5 separate regions of the Mus musculus genome follow, and regions 1, 3, 4 and 5 are each linked to region 2. Evidence: chromatin contacts called from public HiChIP or PLAC-seq, Micro-C and promoter capture Hi-C data. All regions are on one chromosome and are shown on one strand. The core of a region is the stretch at or near the end of the contact, and the rest is flanking DNA. Distances in the headings are between cores, read along the strand shown.

Evidence for each region. Promoter capture Hi-C pulls out the DNA fragments that hold promoters and counts their contacts. A called contact is a pair of places that touch in the nucleus more often than the background predicts. HiChIP or PLAC-seq counts read pairs in DNA pulled down with a chosen protein or histone mark.
Region 1: a contact with region 2 is called in an H3K27ac HiChIP or PLAC-seq map of embryonic stem cells, with 4 times the contacts expected there. The contact joins the promoter of Ssbp4 here to the promoter of Comp in region 2. A contact is called at or near these places in 16 of 39 promoter capture datasets (the 3T3-L1 cell line, 3T3-L1-derived adipocytes, the HPC-7 cell line and 11 more), 4 of 484 Hi-C or Micro-C datasets (the N1E-115 cell line, embryonic stem cells, liver and 1 more), 11 of 115 datasets of contacts at active chromatin or transcription factors (the NIH/3T3 cell line, embryonic limb bud, embryonic stem cells and 3 more) and 3 of 9 other capture datasets (adipose tissue, embryonic stem cells and liver).
Region 3: an HNF4G HiChIP or PLAC-seq map of pancreatic cancer cells shows a contact between it and region 2. The contact joins the promoter of Mef2b here to the promoter of Comp in region 2. A contact is called at or near these places in 1 of 39 promoter capture datasets (liver), 2 of 115 datasets of contacts at active chromatin or transcription factors (embryonic stem cells and pancreatic cancer cells) and 3 of 9 other capture datasets (adipose tissue, liver and pancreatic islet).
Region 4: a promoter capture Hi-C map of the C10 cell line shows a contact between it and region 2. The contact joins the enhancer-like site here to the promoter of Comp in region 2. A contact is called at or near these places in 1 of 39 promoter capture datasets (the C10 cell line), 1 of 15 datasets of contacts at CTCF or cohesin (pro-B cells) and 2 of 9 other capture datasets (adipose tissue and pancreatic islet).
Region 5: a contact with region 2 is called in a Micro-C map of embryonic stem cells, with 1.7 times the contacts expected there. The contact joins the promoter of Tmem161a here to the promoter of Comp in region 2. A contact is called at or near these places in 1 of 39 promoter capture datasets (liver), 1 of 484 Hi-C or Micro-C datasets (embryonic stem cells), 1 of 115 datasets of contacts at active chromatin or transcription factors (embryonic stem cells) and 2 of 9 other capture datasets (adipose tissue and pancreatic islet).

Annotation. Positions count from the first base shown.
Region 1 is chr8:70,605,996-70,610,433 of GRCm38.p6, forward strand. It overlaps Ssbp4 (single stranded DNA binding protein 4), which reads right to left and starts at 2,319. Exons shown (of 18, transcript NM_001372473.1): 1 at 2,130-2,319. The coding sequence starts at 2,185.
Region 2 is chr8:70,372,064-70,376,052 of GRCm38.p6, forward strand. Comp (cartilage oligomeric matrix protein) reads left to right here and starts at 1,485. Exons shown (of 19, transcript NM_016685.2): 1 at 1,485-1,584; 2 at 1,790-1,875; 3 at 2,310-2,361; 4 at 2,742-2,911; 5 at 3,667-3,804; 6 at 3,979-3,989. The coding sequence starts at 1,509. It overlaps Gm51533 (a long non-coding RNA gene), which reads right to left and starts at 2,797. Exons shown (of 4, transcript XR_003947399.1): 1 at 1,403-2,797; 2 at 385-442.
Region 3 is chr8:70,150,157-70,154,694 of GRCm38.p6, forward strand. Mef2b (myocyte enhancer factor 2B) reads left to right here and starts at 2,605. Exons shown (of 9, transcript NM_001045484.2): 1 at 2,605-2,688. The region is part of intron 1 of Gm45929 (predicted gene, 45929); the gene reads left to right.
Region 4 is chr8:70,197,819-70,201,942 of GRCm38.p6, forward strand. The region is part of intron 1 of Slc25a42 (solute carrier family 25, member 42); the gene reads right to left. Among named protein-coding and RNA genes, the nearest start is that of Slc25a42, 12 kb to the right of the region's middle. Within about 2 kb of position 2,578, at least 64 of the 459 cell types and tissues checked have an H3K27ac peak or open chromatin away from gene starts, as enhancers often do. A contact at or near this core is called in adipose tissue and pancreatic islet, where this site is marked.
Region 5 is chr8:70,170,801-70,175,281 of GRCm38.p6, forward strand. Tmem161a (transmembrane protein 161A) reads left to right here and starts at 1,608. Exons shown (of 12, transcript NM_145597.4): 1 at 1,608-1,640; 2 at 3,503-3,606. The coding sequence starts at 1,638.

The DNA of each region.
Region 1 (4,438 bases), core at 1,069-3,568, 230 kb after region 2:
GGACACACGGCCAAGGCCAATGCTCACATACCCCAACTTATACAAGGGCCACTCAGGTCCCAACCTCATCCTCACCAGGGTCTCCACCAGGCCTAGACACATAGGCAAAGTGGCAGAGACAGGGGACAAGTCGGCCAGGAAAGTGGAGGCCACAGCAGGTGAGGCCTAATACAGGCAGGGCTACTACCCCTTACCCCACTTCTCAGAAGATAAAAATCAAGATTAGGCCAGCCAGTAACTGAGACACTGGAGCTGGAAGCCCTGACCCCAGACAGGTAAGCCTACCACACCCTCTCTGTGAGGATGACACCGTGGGAAAGATGGGACAACCCCATTCCAGCAATGTACCAGGAAGGGCCTCGTAGTGCACACTCAGGCCTCCAGTCCGTCCCAGGTCCCTGACTTTGGCCTCAGCTGTTCCAGGTGATTAGCCTCCTTCCAGTTCTGTTGTGCCACCCAGGTACACTGTTCCTCAGACAAGGAGCTGGGCTAAGCCTCATGTATGCCCTTCCAAAAACATAAGCCTCCTTGCAGCCCACACTCAGCCTCAGGACTTCTGCCAATCGGTGGCCCTGCCTGCTCCTACCACAGGGCCTTTGCACATACGGAGCCTATGGCCCACCCCACCCCCACTTCACTTTTCCCTAACAGCCTACCTTGAGGTTCCTGCGTGCTGTGTGGAATGACTAGATCCCCACTTCCTGGATGTGAGCTTCCTCTCACACAATCATCAACACCCACCCCCACCCTCACCCCCAAACTTAGCACAGGTCTGTGAACCATTCCCTAGAATGGGGACTTGCCAGGTATCAGGGAATCAGTCAGTCCCTGCTTCCCACATGGCCAGCAGCCCCATGCCAGGAAGGGTCACTGAGTTTACTGACCATAAATGAGTCCTAACTGCAGGCTCTCAGGGAGCCAGCCTTGCATGGCAGCCCAGTGACCCAGACTTCTCTGTGCCAGGTGATCTGTCCCCTACCCAGGGCTGCACTGGGCAACTCAGCCTCTAGGCAAGCTGCCCCCTCAGGCCCTGCTACAATCCAGGCCTCCACACTCACACCTCAAAGGTGAGTGCTGGGCTCCCAGCACACTTCAAACGTTCCCGCTTCACCTACTTCTCCACACAGGCACCTCGGAAAGGAAGGCCAGCCCAGGCGTGTCCTCACTGGAAGCTAGAGCACAGCCTGTCCACCTGGGCAGCGCACCCTGTATCTTCAATGTGGGGCGTCTAGAGCCAGACCCATTCTGGCTCACCTGGGACTCCGGGAGGTGTCCCGGGACCGCCATGGTCAGGCTCTGCACCTCTCTAGGCTTTGAATCCGCACCTTTGCCTACAAGCGACAGTGGAGTCCAACTTCCACGCAAACCTCCAAAACCCCAACACCCCGCAGGGCATTAGGGTCCGACCCAACCTCTTCAAATTTGCAGCCACAATGAACCCACGTGTCCTGTTTCAAATCTCCAGCTTGGATACTTGGGACTCTGCGGCCCTAAGACCTGAAGCTGTCCTCCAGTGCCATGGTCTCACAGCCAACCCCGAAAGCTCACACCTGTCAGGTTTGTGTGACCCCAGAACTCCCGAGGCCTTACAACCCTCAGATGCTGTGCCTGCCCTGGGCATCCTGTGACCGCTCAAGTCCTAACTCCTGATCTCCCATACACCACCGACTCCCTAGTGAGCCCCTGATCCTGCACCCGATGAACCGCCACGTGACCCCAGCAACCCCTTGGCTCTTGTTTGACCCATTGATTTCCTGTCCCCTCAGGTATTCTGAGACCCCAAGCCCCCTTGGAGCTCTCAAGCTCATGCCCATGCCCTCTATCTCATGTGACCCCCCCACCAAGACCCTGGAACTCGAGTACCTCAATATATTCTGTCCTTTGTGTATTCTGTGACCCCAAAGGACCCTCAGGTCTCGCACACCCACAATCACACACCCTTCTGGTCTCGCGTGACCCCATGAGCCCCTTGATCTCGTGTGTACCCCTGAAATCCCGCACCATTTTGATCTCCAGTCACTCCCCGATCTCCTCGGGATCTCCTGTGTCCCCCCTGAAATCCCGCACCATTCTGGTCTCGCGTGACCCCATGGTCCCCGGTCCCGCGTGGCCCCGCACCGCGCACTCACTTCTCGCGCGCCTGCCCGTCCGAGGGCGCGCAGCCCTTGCTCGCCTTGCCGTACATGCTCCGCACCTGTCAGGCGCGCGTGGCCATCGCTGCCCGCGCCCCGATCCCCGCGGCCATGTCCGCGCGGGAGCTCCGGCCGCGGGTGGGTTCTCGCCGCGCTGCCCTCCCCGGGCTGTTCCGGGAAGCGCGCCACCGCCACCGCGCGCTCCCGCCGCTCTTAAAGTGGCAACGGCGGGAGCGCGGGTGGGCCCCCCCCCCGCGCGCGCGCTGGGAGCGCGCACGCGCAGAGCCCGCGGGGGCGGCACTGCCCACCAATAGGCTGCGCACCAATAAGTACAGACTTCAATACCTCCCCCCAAAGATATTCAAGCCCGGGACGCGCTCCAGCAGTTGCTATTTGTGCAATTGGGAAGCTGAGGCAGGGGGATGGCCGCGAGCTCCAAGCATACCTCGGCTGCGGAGCAAGACTCCCAGTTGTACAGATCTGGGGGTGGGGGTGGGGTGCTGTGGATATCTCCGTTTCGACTCAGGAACTGCACTAGGCTCTTGGGCTCACAGGATATGCGCCCATGACATTCTACTCCCAGGACACTCTCTGCGAGCCAATACAGCGCTGCGGGCTGTGAGGGGCCCTTTTGAGAGAGTTTCATATAGGCCAGGCTTGTCTCAAACACATAAAACAGATAACCCTGAAATTCTAATCCTCCTGCCTCAGCCTCCCTAGCGTTTGCACGACAGGCGTGTGCCACTTAGCCTGGTCTGTGTGCTGTGCACAGAGCCCGGTTTTTTTTTTTTTGTTTTTTTTTTTATGCATGCCAGCGTTGTAAGGACTGAACCCCAGACCAAGCACGTTTTGTTTGTTTTTCTGAAAGTGTTTCTTAACGCGGTAGACAGAGGCAGGAGGATCTCTGTGAATTCGAGGCCAGCCTGGTCTATATGGCGAGTTCCAGGACAGCAGCCAATACATAGTGAGACCCTGTCTCAAAGTCGGAGTAAAAACGGTGTCTCCTGTAGCCCAGGCTGACCTCCAGCTCTCTACTTCACTAAGGCTCCTTGAACAGGTGGTCCTCCTGCCTCCACCTCTGGGTGCACGCTGGGAATGAGAGCATGCTTCTTTCCCCCACTCCAGCGCAGACGCACGTGTATAACACGCGGCCCCGTGAGAGCACGAGGGGTCGTGGCGCATGGGCGTCGGGAAGCATCCAGGCTAAGGCTTGCTATCGCTGCAAGTGTCCCCGGTTGGACACGACGGGTTTAGTGGGGACTTGCTGGAGATTGCGCACAGGTGGGTCGTCAGCACCCGGTGGCGCAGTCATGAGCTCAGGTTTCCTGTGTGAGTGTGACAGCATGCAGGTCACCACGGCGCTAAGTCTCGCGTGGTGTCCCTGGTGCAGGCAGATCCCCTAGCCCGGGCCTCCCCGCCCCCACCCTAGTGGGCGGGCGGGAAGCCGAGCCGCCGTGGTTCCAGGCGCTCAGGAAAGGCTGCCGGGGCGCGCCCCGCCTCCTCCCCCAGGGCTCAGCTGGGCCGACGCCGGCCTTTCCCATTTCCTGCTTGGCCCGCCACCCCCTCCCCCAGCTTCCTCTCCCCGCCGCGGGGCTGGCGACTGCTGGGTGCCAGGAAGGCCGTCGGTGCGCCTGGGCCACCGCGCACTACAGCTCTTTGCAGGCCCTGTTCTCAGCGAGACACAGAGAGGTTGCGAGTGCAGCCGGGAGGCACAGCACGCAGCTCCGAGTTTCCTTCCACCCTCAATTGTGTCCCCAAGGTCTGGAGATGCCCAGGACGCAAGGTTTCCCCTCTCTCAGCCACAAATTTTTGATTCAGTGTCTTCACCCACCCCAACCCCCGGAACTATTTATTGAGCGCCTGCTGTCTACCGGGCCCTGGGGACCCAGCGGGGACACTTTGCTACGACTCCTGGAGAAAAGAGTCAGCTGGGGAAAGCAGGAGACAGAGCCGGACAAAGGGAGGGAGGGCCGGCGGCAGCGAGGACGGTGGGAGTCCCGGAGGAGAGTGGAGGCGGACGCTGGGAGGAGGAAAGAACGGGGGGGGGGGGGCGCCCGCAGCCCTTGAAGGCTGCTTGGGGGAGGCTCTGCGGGCGGGAGCAACTGCGCCGTCGTCATGGCAACCGAGGCGCTCCCAAACACAGCTAGGAAAGTCCGGGGAGTGGAGCTTGCAGGACACACACACCCAGTTTGGGCATAGACGGGGGCCCGCCCACGTGAGGGAGAGGAAGTGAGAGGGCTGACACTGCAGGAGTGGAAGGAGTGAGTGAACGTTCAAACCAGTTCCAGCCCTGGGACACACGCACG
Region 2 (3,989 bases), core at 235-2,734:
TAGTGGTGGTTTTCTGGAGAATTCCAGCGCTGGTCAGCAAGAACAGCCCCACACGTGTTTGGAGCCAAAGAAAACAGGAGGTAGCTCAGCCATTGGGACCTGGCCTCTCGGAACACAGCCACCTCCAGCCTTCCTCTGCAGGGCTGTTTGCCCTCCGTCCCCCTCCACCCCCTGCCCCCGTGAGTCCAAAGACAACTTGGGCACTGTTCTTGGCTAGCCTCACTCCCTGATTGTCTTTAAGCCCCAGGATTTTGCCAGCACACTGTATGTGTGGTGTTCATCTATCAAGAATCCCAGGCTCATTCCTACTGAGGACTATTGCTCAGCAGTTCCCACTAGATCCCCACCACCTCTGGGTAATAGTGTAACCATTTCCAGACCCACCTTGGCTGCCTCTGACAGAGGCCGGGGACTGCTTCCTCCAGTGTTCCCCAGCAGATACCTAGTAGGAGATATGACCCACAACAGGCACATTTGTGTAAAACATGGATGTACCAGAAATCTACAAGCACATACCCTCCGTCCGACATGCTCCACCAACTTCCACCTCTTTCCCTGCCCCCACCACTGGAGCTAACCCCCCTGCTTCCTATGACTGATCTTTTTATTCTCTTTGTTCCCTGGACTGTCTGTCTCCCCCAGGCAGCCCTCCATGGTTTCTTCTTGGAGCAAGAGATCTTCTTGGGTTGCAGCAGCCCCAAGTGGGCCAGCCCCCCTCCCCTGAGCCCAGCTTCTCTGTTTACAGATGTAAGCTGTGAGTCCTGGAAGGCCAGGTGGAGAGGGTTAAAGCTGAGGTGTTTTACAGCTCAGAGTGTGGCTGGCCCGGGAAAGATTTTCAGTTCCCAGCCAGTCTTATTTTTATGACAGGCTGTCTCCCTGGTGGCTGGGGAACAAAGCTTAGTGCAGTCCAGTGAGAAGAGAACCCCAGGGAAGCTGAGGTTCCTTCCTCCACCCCATCCCCAGCACCACCACTGCCTCCTCAACAGTGCAAAAGGGGAAGTTGAGGCAAGGACATCGTTTATTCAGAATTCTGTTTGTTTGAAGGTGCGGGGAGGGGGGCGGAGGAACCCTCACAACCTCCTGCTGACCTGGGCTGAGTCACACCCATAGGTCCCTTTTGCAGGACTTTGAAGTGCGGAGGGAGTGTGGGAGCCAGAGTGGGTGAGTTGGGACCTTTTGAATACTTATGACTTTGTTTCCCCAATGCTATCTACGGGGACAGATGAAGATTGTCTTGCATACAACAGGCACTCAGTGGTGAACCAGAGTGAGTGGAGAGCCCCAATTTACTCTTCAAGGCTCATGCCTTTCTCTCCTCAGACCCCACCATATACTGATCAGCTGCGGGTCATCCCGCAGGGCTGTGGGGCGCGGCCCTGAATGCAGAGCCCGGCCTGTTTACCTTGTGGCGGGCTCTGGGCAGGGCCGCGGGGGCTGTCCCGGACCCGGCGCGGGGATAAATAGGCCGCGGGCTCGAAGGCGCAGACAGCAGCTGCAGCTCCGCCGCCATGGGCCCCACTGCCTGCGTTCTAGTGCTCGCCCTGGCTATCCTGCGGGCGACAGGCCAGGGCCAGATCCCGCTGGGTAAAGCCGCTTAGTAGGGGACATGGTTGGACAGGAGGCCCCTCCAGGCTCATGATTCTTGCTCCTCAGAACTTGGGGTCTGCTCTCCAGGAACGTCCGGGGTTCCTGAAAAATGAAGCGGCGGGTGGAGCTTGGATGGCCCCGGAGGTGGCGGGAGGGGTGATGGAGTGGTTGGGTCGCCCATCACTGGCCCCTGTGGACGCAGGTGGAGACCTGGCCCCACAGATGCTGCGAGAACTTCAGGAGACTAATGCGGCGCTGCAAGACGTGAGAGAGCTGTTGCGACAGCAGGTAAGGAAACAGAGACAGCAGCGTGGAGACAGAACAGGGACAGGGGCATACAGAGAGGACTAAGAATGGTAGAGAACAGAGAGAGAGAGAGAGAGAGAAAGGCAGCGCGGGGCAGAACAGGTGCAGAAGGCACATCGCAGTGACGAGCGGGGAACAGAAGGGACAGAAAAGGACAGAGAGGAAAAACAGAGCAGGGAAGAGAGGACAGGGCGTGGGACAGAGAGGATGGAAACAGGGGCAGGGACAGGATTCTGGGACTAGATGCACAGAGTCAGAGATAGGGAGACAGGGACTCTGGAATGGGTTTGTGCAAAGGCGGATGTAAAGGGGGTGGTTGTGGGCACCGGGCTTCCCAGGAAGAGGGGTCGTGGGAAGAGGAGGGGGACCGAGAGGAGGCGCATGGGAAGGGGTCCCGCTGACTTCCTGCCCGGCAGGTCAAGGAGATCACCTTCCTGAAGAATACGGTGATGGAATGTGATGCTTGCGGTGAGCATAGACCGGACCCAAGGGCAGGAGGAAGGGTGGGGGCACAGAGCGAAACGGAGGAAAAGGGCTGGGGAAGGAAGCTGGCGGGGGCGAAAGCAGACAGCGACAGAGCGGACTGGACGACGGAGAGAAGGCCTGGGAGATGCGCGAAGACCAACGACAGGGCTGGCAGGAGGACCGCACGGCCGGAGGGCGCGCGCTCGGACCTGCCCAGTCCCAGCTTGGGCTAAACCGAACCCCCCGAGGGGCGTGGTCCTGAGCGGCCCCACCCCGGGAGGGGTCAAGCCCATCTTGTGGGCGGGGCCGGACAGGCGCCTCCTCTGGGCGTGGCCCAGGTTGGCTCCTCTCCGGGGCGTGGCCTAACTTCTGCGGGTCCGCAGGAATGCAGCCCGCACGCACTCCAGGCCTGAGCGTGCGGCCAGTGCCGCTCTGCGCACCCGGCTCCTGCTTCCCCGGCGTAGTCTGCTCCGAGACAGCTACGGGCGCGCGCTGCGGCCCCTGCCCTCCTGGCTACACCGGCAACGGCTCGCACTGCACCGACGTTAATGAGGTGCGCGGGCTCTTCACACCCCCGCCGTCCTGTCCCTACCCGGGCCGACCCCACCACAAATTCCCTCCATCCGACGACGCCCCCCTCATCTACTGAGGGTGTTCTCCTGGACCAGCCCCTCGCAGCCCGGGGCTCCAAACCAGAAGACCTCACGTCTAACAGGGGGGGCCCACCCAGGCCAACTCCATCACTCTCTCAGACACACACTCTGACCACTCCTTTTGTCCCTACCGACGCCCACCCCAACGACCACTTGGGCGCCGGGGGTGTCTCTCTCCAACCCTCCTCACCACTGGGACGTCCTCGACCGGACCACGTGTCTACTTTGGAGAGTCGCCCTCCCCGACGGGGCAATCGCCGCCGTGCCTGCACGCCCAGGCGGCCACTTCCTCCCTCGGCTGGGGATGCCCGCCCCACAAATTCATTTCCTCATCCCTAAGAGGTCACAACTCCATGCCCATAAAGGCAAAGTCGTCAGCGACCCTCGGGTTCTCTATCCCGTGTGGCACCCTATTTCAAGAGCTGGCTGAAGATGGCCCTTAAGCGCCCTGGAATGCAGACGCATGTCAATCTGCATTCTCTGCATTGAGTTCGAGCCCAGCCTGGTATACATGGTGTGTTCCAGAGCAGGCAGAGCTAAGCAGTGAGATCTTGTCTCCAACAAAACAAACCCCTGTCCACATCCGGGAAGCCCCAAGGTGCGGCTCTGGCGGTCCAGCTTGGGGCCTCTAATCCTGTGTGCTTCTTTCTCACAGTGCAATGCTCACCCCTGTTTCCCGCGGGTGCGGTGCATCAATACCAGCCCTGGCTTTCACTGCGAAGCCTGTCCCCCTGGGTTCAGCGGACCCACCCACGAGGGCGTGGGACTGACCTTCGCTAAGTCCAACAAACAAGTAAGGGAAGCTGGGGACTCTACATTTATGGCAGAAGGGAATGAAAGGCATTTTGTCCAGAAAACTCACTCCAAAGAGAAAGTTCTTGCAGCGGGGGTGGGGTGGTGGACAGGTTGCAAAGAGGCGTGACCCATGGGAAACGTGTGTTGTCTGCCCGTTGTCTCCATCCTTCAGGTTTGCACGGA
Region 3 (4,538 bases), core at 1,355-3,854, 220 kb before region 2:
ATAGCCAGAGGCGATGACTTGACTCTCCCTCCAGGGATATTGGAAATATGGGATCAAGAGGGTCCAGGGCAGCAGGTGACCTTTGTGGGCGCAGGAGAGTGGCTTTGTGTGGGCCAAGTAAAGTCAGTGTCATCCCCAGGCCTTGTCCTGTCCTGTTCAGTCCTGCTCTCCCACCCCGCCCCCCTCCTAGCGCAGGGGCCCTGCTGCAGCTGCCGCCCTCACGTAACCAGAGCCTGCTGGTTGCATCAGAGCCAGGGGGAGGTGGCCAGGTAAACAGCGGGGCCCCGGGGGGCCGGGCTCCCCAGGCTCCTTATACCGGAGCCTCGTTCATCACGGAACCCAGGCAGAAGCCCCCAGCCTTGGCCGGGATCTTGGTGTGTCCTGGGGACCCCTTTGTGTGTGGAGTGGGCAAGTTGACAGGAGTCGGGACCCACCTATAGCACAGCAGGAACTTTTTTGCTGTGGAAGCGGTTTGCTACTGTCATCCAAAACTCAGGGGTGAAGCAAGAGGATTGCCCTGAGATGCAGAGTTGGGCAGAAAAGGTTCCAATTACACAGGTGTGGAACAATGGAGAGGACACCCAGTCAGCTGAGATCCTGCCCCACATCCCAAAGCCCTTCACCCAGGGGCGAACTCCTCAGATCTGAAAGCTAATGTCCCCATTTCTGGGCCTTACTTCCCGATCCCCAACAGCATTCTAGTGCAGCCCTTCTCCACAGTTCTGGTCTGACCTCCACTGTTCCCCTAGCCCAGTACTACTTGCCAAGAGTTGGGGAAGGGAACATGTGGAGTTTCTACTTCCCTCACACCAGGGTGGGGTTCGGAGGCGCTTCACACCACAGCCAGCTCCAGCTTTGTCCCAGACCTCTGACCCTGACATTCTTTTCTCTCTGAGGCTTACCTCAAGTGCTCCCCACTTGGGTCTTCCTCTGGCCCATCATCTGTGCAGAATGATGCTGGGCCTCCAGGCCGAGGGTGGATGGGAGTCCTAGAAGGCCCCACAGTGACTTTCCCTCTGCAAAGCCAGAGGCGAGCTGAGACAGGGGCATGGGACAGGGGCATGGTACTGGAAGGTATATGAGGACACTGGCAAAGGCACAGCTGGTAAGTCCGTACTGGTGACCCCCCCCCCCATATAATGGCTCTAATTATTCAGGAGTGGTCCAGCGTGGCACTGGCTTGGTCCCATTTGCCAGCAGGATCAGAATTCTAAAGAATCCTTTATTTCCTTATTGGACAGGGTCTCTTGTTTTGTTTTGTTTTGTTTTTCGAGACAGCGTTTCTCTGTATAGCCCTGGCTGTCCTGGAACTCTGTAGACCAGGCTGGCCTCGAACTCAGAAATCTGCCTGCCTCTGCCTCCGGAGTGCTGGGATTAAAGACGTGCGCCACCGCGCCTGGCTATTGTTTGTCTGTTTTTATATTTATTTTGAGCCAGGGTTTTACTATGTTGCCCAGGCTGGCCTTAGTTAGACTTAGCATCTTCATGTGATTGTCTCAGCCTCCTGAGTACCTGGGATTACAGACTCAGCCACCAGGCCCAACTTATTTCTTATCTAGAGACAGTAGTCTCAAAATTACCCAGGATGCACTTGAGCTCTGTGTACCTCATACTGGCCAGAAACTTAGCACACTCCAGCCGACTGGAGCAACTGGGAGGACAGGCTGTGTCACCAAACCAGCTGCTAACTGTACTTCACTCCTATTAAGGTGTATGGTCCTGACTAGCCAGTCCAAGGTAAGGTCAGGGTCATCACAGTGAGGTCCAGGAGCCCTGACTCCTTAAGGAGGAGCCTAGCTGTTTGTACAGCCTTGCCCAGTGTTTTTTAATTTTTAAGATAATATATATTTGTATATGATTGTGGGGGGGAGGCGTCGTCTGTGCCATAGCAGGAGGACAGAGGACAACTTACTGGTGTGGGTTCTCTCACTCCACGTTTTCATACCGGAGATAGAACTCCTGTTACCATGCTTAGCAGGAAACCCCTTTACCCACTGAACCATTTCGTCTGGCTCCACGACCCTGTTTTCTTTTTCTCTTTTTTCTTTCTCTTTCCTTTTTTTTGTCTGGCTCCACGACCCTGTTTTCTTTTTCTCTTTTTTCTTTCTCTTTCCTTTTTTTTTTTTTTTTGTTGTTGGTGGTGGTAGTGATGGTTTTGGTTTGTTTGTTTGTTTGTTTGTTTTTTGTTTGTTTCCAGACACAGTTTCTCAGTGTGGCCCTGGCTGTCCTGGAACTTGCTCTGTAGACCAGGCTAGCCTCAACAATCACCAGCCTGTACTTCTCCAAGGGCTGGGATTAAAGTTGTATGCCACTATGCTCTGGTTGTTCTGTTTTGTTTTGGTTTTGATAGGGTCTCGCTCTGTATCCCATGCTGGCCTGCAACTAGCTGCAGTACTCCTGCCTTAGCCTCCTTGGCGTGCACTTCTCAGTCAGGCTTCTCTTTGGATCCTAGCATCTTCTCTCGGACGGACCTAGTTTGAAACGTCTAGGAGCCAGAACACAGCCAAGTATCCGCCCCTATGCAAATAACCTACTTCCACCCAATCAGCTCTTGAGGGCGGGGCTGCGCGGGAAGGCATCTGCCACTGGGCCAGAGCTATGCTCAGTGCAGCAGAAGCATAGGCGCCTGGACCCTCACAGTGCGCAGCAGGTGTGGCCAGCAGGGACCAGACTCCCGGGACTCCTGAGGTGTGCGCGGGTCTCGGGGCGGGTGGGATGCAGAGAGCCGTGAGTGTGTGTGTGTGTGTGTGTGTGTGTGTGTGTGTGTGTGTGTGTGTGTGTGTGTGTGTGTGTGTGTGTATGCGTGTGTATGCGCGCGCTGTCTTTGGGTTAGGGGGCCTTGCTTTCAGGAGTGTTTGCTGAGTAGGGTTTCAACTAGCCTAGTCTGGAAGTTACTATGTAGCTCATCTAGCCTCAAACTCACAGCAGTTCTCCTGCCTCAGACTCCTGAGTGCTGAGATCACAAGCATGTGACCATTAAATTGTTGGAGGTTTCTTCTTTCTCTTGAGAAGAGGGGGTTTAAGACAGGTCTTGCTCTGTAGTCTAGGTTAGTCCAAAATTCACTATGTAGTTCCGGCATTCGTAGTTCAAACTCAAAGCAGCTCTCCACTCTCAGCCTTCCAAGGTCCAGGATCTCAAGGGTGTGACCACACTCCACTGTTGGAAGTTTCAGTTGGCAATTTTAGAGAGGGTTTCACTCTACAGTCCAGGTTGGCCTAGAAGTCTATGTAGCCATACCTGGTGCTTCATGCCTTTAATCCCAGTCAGGCAGATCTTTTCAGGCTAACCTGTTCTACATAGTGAGCCCTAAGTGAGGCTGTATCATGAGACCTTGGGGTTGGGAGGAGCTCTGTAGCTCAGGCTAAGCTAGAACTCATGGTAGTGGATCTTTGGTCTCCCAAGTGCCAAGATCACAGATGTGTACCCGTGGGTGGCTGTGTTTGTGGTTTTCTTTGTTTTAGGTAGAGGGGGGTTGAGAGGTTGAGACAGGGTCTTTGTGTGTAGTCCAAAATAGCCTTGAACTTTCATCAGTCCTCCTGCCTCCGTTTCCAAAATGTCGGATCACAGGTGTGTTCCTACTTGAGGCTGTATTTGAAGTTTTGGTGATGGTTGATTGTGATGGCACTATATCTGGATACTGGCTGGTTTTGTGTGTCAACTTGACACAGACTGGAGCTATCACAGAGAAAGGAGCTTCAGTTGGGGAAGTGTCTCCATGAGATCCAACTGTGGGGCATTTTCTCAATTAGTGATCAAGGGGAGAGGATTCATTGTGGATGGTGCCATCCCTGGCTGATAGTCTTGGGTTCTATACGAAAGCAAGCTGAGCAAGTCAGGGGAAGTAAGCCAGTAAAAAACATCCCTCCATAGCCTCTGCATCAGCTCCTGTATCCTGACCTGCTTTGGTGATGAACAGCAATTTGGAAGTGTAAGATGAATAAACTCTTTCCTCCCCAACTTGCTTCTTGGTCATGATGTTTGTGCAGGAATAGAAACCCTGACAAAGACAAATTGGTACCAGAAGTGGGGTATTCCTGTGACAACCTGACCATGTTTTGGGGAGGACTGTGGAAGGACTTTGGAACTTTGGGCTAGAAGACCCATTGGGATGTTAAGAGCTCTGTGGGATGTTCTGTAGGAACTTGGAAGATAATGTTGAGAACAGTGCAGAAGATGGAGGCCTGGCTTGTGAAATTTCAGAGGGATGATTAAAGACTCTTATCAGAGCCATTGCTGATTTGATTGTGAAGATTCTGTGGTTCTGGTTAGCTGGGGCTGAAGAATCAGCTGTGATTAACAAGATACCAGAACTACTAAAGCAAAACCTTTGCATTACTGGGATTATTGATGCTGGTTAGCTGGAGCTAAGAAATTAGCAGTAATTAAGAAGAGACCAGCATCATTGAGGTAAAATCTTGTGGGAAGTATTTTTTGAGGCTGTGTTTCGGAGATAGCCAAGGTTGTACCTCATGCTGCAGCAGGACTTGGTAATATGTAAGAGTCACCCAGGTGGTACTGGTTTTGAAGGCATGAAGGG
Region 4 (4,124 bases), core at 1,328-3,827, 170 kb before region 2:
CAGCTGACTTCCAAGCTCAATTGTGTATTTCTCGGACTCAGTATGGAACTAAGCTACCTCCCAAGGAGGCTCGCTTTGTACAGAAAGCAGTGCTCGTGAACCACCGACCACTGTGCAAGCTGGGCTATGGGAGGAGCCAGAATGGGCGCCAAGGATGCAATGGCATTCCATGAGGACAGGGGTTGGGGGAGGGGGCTGCTGCCAGGCTACCAAGGGGCTGGAGAGATGCTCAGTGGTTAAGACTGCTGGCTGCCCTTGCTAGTTTGATTTCCAAGCAGCCACATGTTGGCTCAAAAACATCTCTAACTCCAGTTCTAGGGGACTGGATACCTGTTTCTGGCCTCAGCAGACACTGTACACATGTGATGCACAGACATCCATGAAGACAAAACACCCACAGGCTGTAATGCTTACTTATACAGCATGCAGTGCTGTAAAGAAACTAAACCGAGGCTCAGGCTGCAGCTTCACTGGTAACATGCTGGGCTGGCGGCAGGGAAGCTGCGGGCTCTGATGTCAGCACTACATAAAGACAGGTGCAGCGGGGCACCTGTCACCCCAACACTAAAGAGGCTCAGACATGTGTTTACCACAGGTTCAAGGGCAGCCTGGGCAGCAGAGTGGGAACTTCCTCAAATGAATAAATAAGTAAAATGAATAAGTGGATGAAGTAGAGGCTAAAAAACTATGTGAAGCCCGCAGCCCCTGAGCCACGCCAAGAGAAACTCTGGGGCTGAGTTTCAGATGTCTGTGGCTGTTGAGTGACTGGCCTGGTGACCCAGCTCCACTTGTAGCATCTTGCCAGCCCTGCCTTTGGGGCAGTATGATCACATCAGGGCACATACAGAAGGCTGAAGGAGGTACCCCCTTCTATAGGGCTTTGTGCTAGCTGGTTTCCTAGGAGACCATCTAGGCAAGGTATGTACTTAACCCTCATCAACCTCTCTCCTCTAACCAGGTCTCTGAGGCCTTTGGTGAAAGGGTGTCCTGGGCTTCTATGTTGAGGATAAGGATGGGGCCAAGACTCATATACGGATAGGGTGAAAGAGCAGCTACTGTCTGCCGAATGCCAGACCCACCCTTACCTCAACTGCCTTAGCTAAAGACTTCTAAGTCTGTTTTACAGATGGAAAGTTGGGAATAAAACTCAGATAAGCATTTGCCTAAAAATCCTCCAGTGGGGCTGTAAGCATGGCTCAGGGGTAGAGTTCCTGTATAAGATCTCTCAGTGTGGAGGGCTGAGGGGGGCACATGGCTCAGGGGTAGAGCATCTGCCTAGACTTCTCCAGTGAAGGACTAGGGTGTGGGGTGGGATAAAATCCTAGGCTACGGATAGCTGCCCCTCCCCAGTACACTAAAACCTACAAACAAAAACCAAAAAACAAAAATATTCAACCCTTCTGTATACGAGGAAGCTTTGGCCTGTTGGGAGGAAGGCAACAGTGATGGAGACTCCAGGTGGTTACTGGGGTACATGGTTGCTTACTTGTCCGCTACTGAGCTATCTTCCTTTCTTTTCAGAGAAGCTCAGCCAAGCCTTGCACTGGACTCCAAAGCAGCAGAAGATCTCTTACCTAGGGAGTCCAGCCCTGTCCTAGAAAACCACATGTTCCTTAATTAAGCCTTCACTTATCCCAGAGGACCATCCACAGGGTGGGAGTGGAAGACATGACCATCAATTCCCAAACAGCTCGACAGAATATAACCCTGTCACAGGCAGTGCCTTGAGCAGTTCAGGACCCTGGATACAGGCCCTCCAGCATGCCAGGAGCCCCTCTCAGCTCATGTCTCAGGATGAGGACACAAGTTAAGTGTCTGGACCACCAGGCTGACAACTGGTTAACCTGCTCCTGCTGTGGGCTCATGCCACAGACTGCCTGGTAGAGGAAAAGAGGATGGGGAAACCACACTTGAGGGACTGTAGCCAGGATTCCTATCCTTGGCATGAGGATACCCAAGCCTGTTGGCTTTCACAAGTCTGGAGAAAGTCAGAGGAAACCACCCCTAAGAGAAGATGAAAGACAAAGCTTGCATGATTTTTAAAATCTTGGGGCAGGCAATAGTATTTAGTGGGGAGCCAACTTCCTAGCCCATGCAATGTGCTGGCCCCCATCTCCTGTGCTGCCAAATAAACAGCCTGTCACCATGTACTGGGAGGCTGTTGAAGGAGGGTCAAGTTCAAGGCTTGGGCTCTATATAGCAAGACTTTTTCTCAAGTAATAATAATCACTCTGCCCCAGTGAGGCACAAGACCAGACCTTGCAGGCAATGAAGAGAAATAGATGAGCCAGCTGGTGTTTTGGAGCTCCGGTCCCCAGACAAAGCTGTGTGGGGTTTAGCTAGACATGCCACGTCAGGACATGATGTGATTCCTGCACCCACACTGGGATGTGAGGATTCTGTAGACTGAGCCTCACCATCTGCGAGGCTCTGATTCCCAGCACCAGCCAGTTAGGTCAAGTAGACAGTGACCCATGGTGACTTGAAAAGCAAACACGGAAATGTCTACAAGAGCTGAGGGTGTAGGCAGCTTGCTGAGCAGGCACCAGGCCAAATAAAAAGAGCATTGGCACTGAGCATGCTCACTGTCTCCTAAACAACACAGTGCTTATTTCTACACTGTCCTGTATACTGTCACTTAGGGAGGACACACTCAGGTTGTAGGCAAACAACGCTCCACTGTACAGAAGGGGCCTGAGCTGAAGGTTTGGTGACTGGGGGAGGGAAGAGGGGCAGATGACAGTACTAGAGGCTCACACATAACAGCAGATGGCAGTGTTGTTAGGCTGTCACTGTAGTTGCAGCTGATGGGCTTTGTTGGGGATCTACTAGTCACTCCTTGTATCCTCCCCCCTTGGTAAGCATTTAGCAGTTACACACTACCCCAAACCATCCCCATCCTGTCTTCCTGGATCTATGTTGCCTCCTGTCTCCTCTCCTCAGTCTCTGTTGCTCAAGACCTGATGGCCATGGGAACCCTGGTTGTGTATTATCCTTCTCCCAGTGCTGGACAGGTCAACTGTACTCTCACGGTGAGCCCCGGAGAACACAGCACAGGGTTTCTGTCAGTGCTTGGGCCTTGACCTCCTTCCTGCTTAAGGTCAGGTCAGCTAAGCATCTCCTATCAAGCGGCCACTCTGCCGCCTCTGTGCTCTGCTCTCTGGGATCACTTTGCTCTGGGATAGGGGAGGCCAAATGACTATGGAACAGAAAACACATGGACCTATATGACCCACATTGTATAGGAATAGATATATCTTCTATCCTGTTTTTGTTTGTTGGTTGGTTAGTTCCCCCCCACCCCCAACTCCCATGAGACAGGATTCTCTGTGTAGCCCTGACTGGCCTGGAACTCACTCTGTAGACCAGGCTGGCCTCGAACTCAGAAACCCTCCTGCCTCATGGGTGTCTGAAAACAGTCCAACTGCATTCTCGCGCACTGCTCCACTCTGGTGGGTGAGGGCTGAGGGGGCAACAGCTCACAGGACAACAATGTCAAGGGGTCAGGTGAGGAGCACACACTTGCTATGGGTTCCATCCTCAGCACCCTTTACTGTCAGACCCTAGCTACCTACCCGCCAGGGTAGTGGGAGGGCATCCTGTCACCTGTGCCACTGCCTGAGGGCTGCAGACAGCCCCAACCTGTATGTGAAGAGGCACCTTCTTAGTGACGGCTTCTAAGCCTACCGTGGGTCCTACAGCCAAAGTCATCAGAAGCCAATTACCATCTGTCTGCCAATGATAAGGGCTGTTTTCTTTTCTAGATCAGAGTTTGGTGTGCCTGGCATGGTGGCCGTTGCCTGCTAACCCTGACTGCTGCCAGCCTCAAAGATAGACAGGAGCTCCTCACTCCATGCTCTGGGGACTGTGACTATCACCCTGGCTAGGAACTCTAAGCATGCCTCACAGTCATGCAGATTTCAAAAGACCAAGACAACTCTGGCCATAGCACACCTGCCAACCAGCACCTGCAATCTAAGGTGCAAGTTCAAGGACAGCCTGGGTGGGATACATGTCAAGTTCCAAGCCAACTTGAACAACATAGTGAGACTCTGTCTCAAAGTTGAAAAGCACAGAGAGGAGTGGGGAGACATAGAGCTCAGAGATCTCTTGTCTCTGGGTTC
Region 5 (4,481 bases), core at 358-2,857, 200 kb before region 2:
AGTACAGGAGTTAGAGATGTGAACCACTAAGGCCAGTCAGCACCCTCTTTTTAAACATTAACTACTATCATGTCGATGGAAGCAAGTGTATAATGCATGAGTGGAGTGGAGGTCAGAGGTCAACTCGCAGGCATGATTCTCCCTTCTACCATGTGGGTGCTAGGGTTGGAACTCAGGCCCTCATTGTGGTAAAAAAACTCCTTTGCCCAAAGAAACATCTCATCAACCTAACAAGTGTTCCTTCCTGGTTTTTACTTTATTTTATTTCTAGACAGGGTTTATCTGTTAGCTCTGGCTGTCCTGGAACTCACTTTGTAGATCAGGCTGGCCTCGAACTCAGAAATCCACCTGCCTCTGCCTCCCGAGTGCTGGGATTAAAAGCATGCGCCACCACGTTCGGCCCTGGTTTTTATTTTTTTTTCCTGTTTTTTGTTTTGTTTTTGAGACAGTCTTAAAATATGAAGCACTAGTGGCTTCAGTCTGGCTACACAGCCTAGGCTGTCATTAGTCTTAAAACATGCTCCTGTCTTAGCTCTCTAAGAGAGAGGACAGCTATGCGATCCACTATGCCGGGCTGTCTAGTGAGGAGGGTGTGGCTCAGAGAGTGACGTGCACACACACAGACATCCAGGCTACTGTCTGAACTGGGGTGATGGTGTAGTGAGCTGGGGAGGTCGCTCATACAACACAGGTCTTACGTTTGCATGGTGAGCTCCATCCGTGGTGAGTGAGAACACTGACCGGGCATGGTGAGACACATCTGTTACTTGAGCATTTTACAGCAGGATCAGAACCTCAAGGTCATCCTTGTCTACATAGAGAAGTTCAGACCCTACTAAAACCAAACAGGGTTAGCAAGCCTGTTCAGCCGGTTGAGGCTTTTTCTGTGAAGTCTGAGTTTGATCCCCTGGGGTCCACATGATAGCGAGAGAATTGACTCTAGCAAGGTATCCAATGTCCTCCCACACACAAAGTAAGAACTCCTCCCCCCCCCCCCCCCACGTCCAAGTAAAAACAAAACTAGAAAGCTAGAAAGTTGGTTAGTTGACTAGGAGCAAGTATTGCTTTTGTAGGGAACCCAAGTTCAGTCTAAGCCCTCTTCTCAACCAATAAACAACCACATGTATCTTTAGGGTCAAAGGATCTGGCCTTCTCCTCTGGACTCCAAGGACTGCAGCTACGTGCAAAATACAAAAAACCCCACAAGATACAGATACATACTAGAAAATAAAACCAACCGGGTAGTGGTGGCACAGGCTTTCTTTAATCCCCAGTACTTTGAGGCCAGCGTGGTCTACAGAGTGAATTTCAGGACAGACCAGCAGAAGTTACATAGGTACTCTGTCACACGCACACGCACACACACACACACGGCACACACACGACACACACCACACACACGGCAAGGGCAAAAAGAGAAAGAAAAGAAAAAAGAAGGAAAAGCCAGCAGACGAAACGACCTCATGCTCCAGCTAAAACTACAGTTCCCAGCATGCATTGCGCACACCCATCCCATTCTTAGCCCGATGACTGACTTCCCAGGATGCTCGTCAACAGCATTCTGTCTCTAATTGGCCAAGATACCTCAGCGCTTCCCCGCCTCCAGCCTCGTACCGCTGTGCGCCCAGGGAGCGGACATGGTGAGCAGGCCCTCTGGGATCCCCGGGGTGGAGAACGGCCTAACTGAGCTGAGAGGGTTCCCCAAACCGCGCGGGCTATTTGGAAGTGTCGTGTAGTCAGTGGTGCTGGACGCGTTGGGAGGTGAAGCTAGGGCTCTGGACTGGAGTGAGGGAGCTGGGATTGCAGCTATCTTTGCTTTCTGACAGGGTCCCATGTAGCCCAAGTTGTACTAGAACTTATTCGTAGCCTATGGGGACCTCGGACTTCTGATTCTCCTGGCTCTGGAGTGCTGAGATGTCAAACTTGTGCCACTATTCACGGCTTTCTGTTTGTCTTTTAAAATCTTTTTTTATTTTTCATTATTTTATTTATTTAAGTATGAATGTTTTGTATGTATGTCTGTCTACCGTGTGTGTGTGTGTGTGTGTGTGTGTGTGTGTGTGTGTGTGTGTGTGTGTGTGTGTGTGTGTGTGTGTGCTGTTCTTAGAGGCCAGAGAAGACATGTAGGATTCCCTGAGAGTGGAGTTAGAAAGGGCTGTGAGCTGCCAAATGGATGCTGGGAATTGAACCTGTGACCTCTGGAAGAGCAATCAGTACTCTTAAGCCCTGAGCTATCTCTCTAGCGTCCCAGTCCTTTTATTTTTTTCTATTTACCCATTAAAAATTATTTACAAAGGGTCTTACTTGTTGGTGTTGATGGGCAGTGATGGCAAATGCCTTTAATCTTAGCACTTGGGAGGCAGAGGCAGGTGAATCTCTGTGAGTTCGAAGCCCGCCTGGTCTACAGAGTGAGTTCTAGGACAGCCAGGGCTACACAGAGAAACCCTGTCTCAAAAAAATCCAAGCAAAATTGTACACCAGTACACCTGGCTGACAGATTTTTATATTGATCTGTATTTCATGTTAATTGGGTATGAAAGCAGAATGCAGGCAGGCAGCTCTAGTGGCACACAGTGTATATAATTAGATAATTACAGAAATGAGTGCTGTGTCGGCGGGAGCCTGACTTAGCTTCCTTCTGAAAGATTTGTGGAGCTGTGCTCTGAACTCTTCCTGGGATGGAGAGCTGGCGTCTATCATTTGGTAGAGTGCTTACCTAGCATGGACGGGGCTCCACCCCTGCACTGCACAAACTGGGTGTGGGTACACGCTATCACCCTAGCACTCAGGAAGTGGGGACAGGAGGACCAGCAGTTCAGGGTCACCTTCAGCTGTGTTCTGAGATCCAGACCAGCCTGGGCTATAGGAAATCAACCTATCTCTGGCCTTCCCTTCTTTCCTTGGTTTCTTTCTTCTTTCTTTCTGTCTTGTGTTTGTTTGTTTGTTTGTTTGTTTTGTTTTGTTTTATTTTGTTTGTTTTTTTTTTCAGATATTGTTTCTTTGTGTAGCCCTGGCTGTCCTAGAACTCATTCTATAGACTAGGCTGGCCTCGAACTTGGCCATCTGTTTGCACCTGTTTCCCAAATGTGAGGATTAAACCCAAGATTACACACCCTGCCTGGCAAGAAACATCCTTTAGACAAATAGTTGGGTGTGCTGACTCTGGCCTTTAATCCCAACATTGGTGAACCAGAGGCAGGTAGATTTCTGTAGGTCGGAGGCCAGCCTGATCTACCCACATAGGCACATCCAGAGCTCACAAAGCAAACAGAAGTATTCAGGAAAGGGGTTCAGGGCTCTGCTGGTGGAAGCAGGGGTCAGGACCAGGTGAGCTGCTGGGGATGCCTAGGGCGCTGAAGACAGACTCTGGCTCATACCCACTGACTTCTGAGAGATACCACCAGAGCCCAAGGCTGGCCCTCTCCACCCACCCACCTGCTCTATAAATAACCTGTGTTACGTCAGAGCACTTGAGATTTTCTGACTAGAGCTGCCCCTTTAGGCGGTCCTTGGAGTGCAGCTGGTGGTGACTCTGTTCACCGCCACCCTCATGCACAGGCTAGCGCCACACTGTTCCTTCGCACGCTGGCTGCTCTGCAATGGCAGGTAAGGGAATGTTCTGCTGCCTGTCCTGCTGCAGTGGTCCCATGGTGCATGCTGTTTGTTCCTTTTAAAAATCTCCTCCTTCTCCTCCTCCTCCTCCTCCATTATGTGTAGGGGTTGTCTCCACGAGTGGGGTTGTGCACTCATACACTGGGGCTGGCGTTACAGTAGTTATGAGCTGCCTGATGCGGGGATGGAGAACCCAGCCCAGGTCACCTGGAGGTGCTCTTAACCCCTGAGCCATTGCTTCAGCCCCGGTTTTGTGGTTTTTAGACAGAGTCTCATACTGTAGTTCCAGCTGCTTGTGAAAGTGTGGCAGTCCCTCTGCCTCAGCCTCCCATCCGCATTTCAAAACATTTCTTTTCAACTGTGTATGTCACATTGTCACATGTGTATCTGTGTGTGGTTTGTGCCTTTCCTAAGTGAAAGTTGCCAGTTATGGATGGTTGTGGGCTGCCCAGCATGGTGGGTTGGGGGTGGGGTCATTTGCAAGAACAGCAAGCACTTTTAACCAACACTGAGCCATCTCTCTAGCCGTCTACACTTTTTTTTTCCCCCAAGATAGGGTTTCTCTGTGTAGCCCTGGCTGTCCTGGAACTCACTCTGTAGACCAGGCTGGCCTCGAACTCAGAAATCCGCCTGTCTCTGTCTCCCAAGTACTGGGATTAAAGGTGTGTGCCGCCACCGCCCGTCCCATCTACACTTTTTAAACTTTGATTTATTCTTCCTGTTGTGTGTGTAATGTTTAGGTGCCTGTCTGGCACTTGTGTGGAGTCAGGTTGTAAGGTTAGTTTTCACTTTCCACCTTTAGTAGGTTGTCTTAGTCAGGGTTTCTTTCTTTCTTTCTTTTTTTTTTTAAAGAAGTTTGTTTGTTTGTT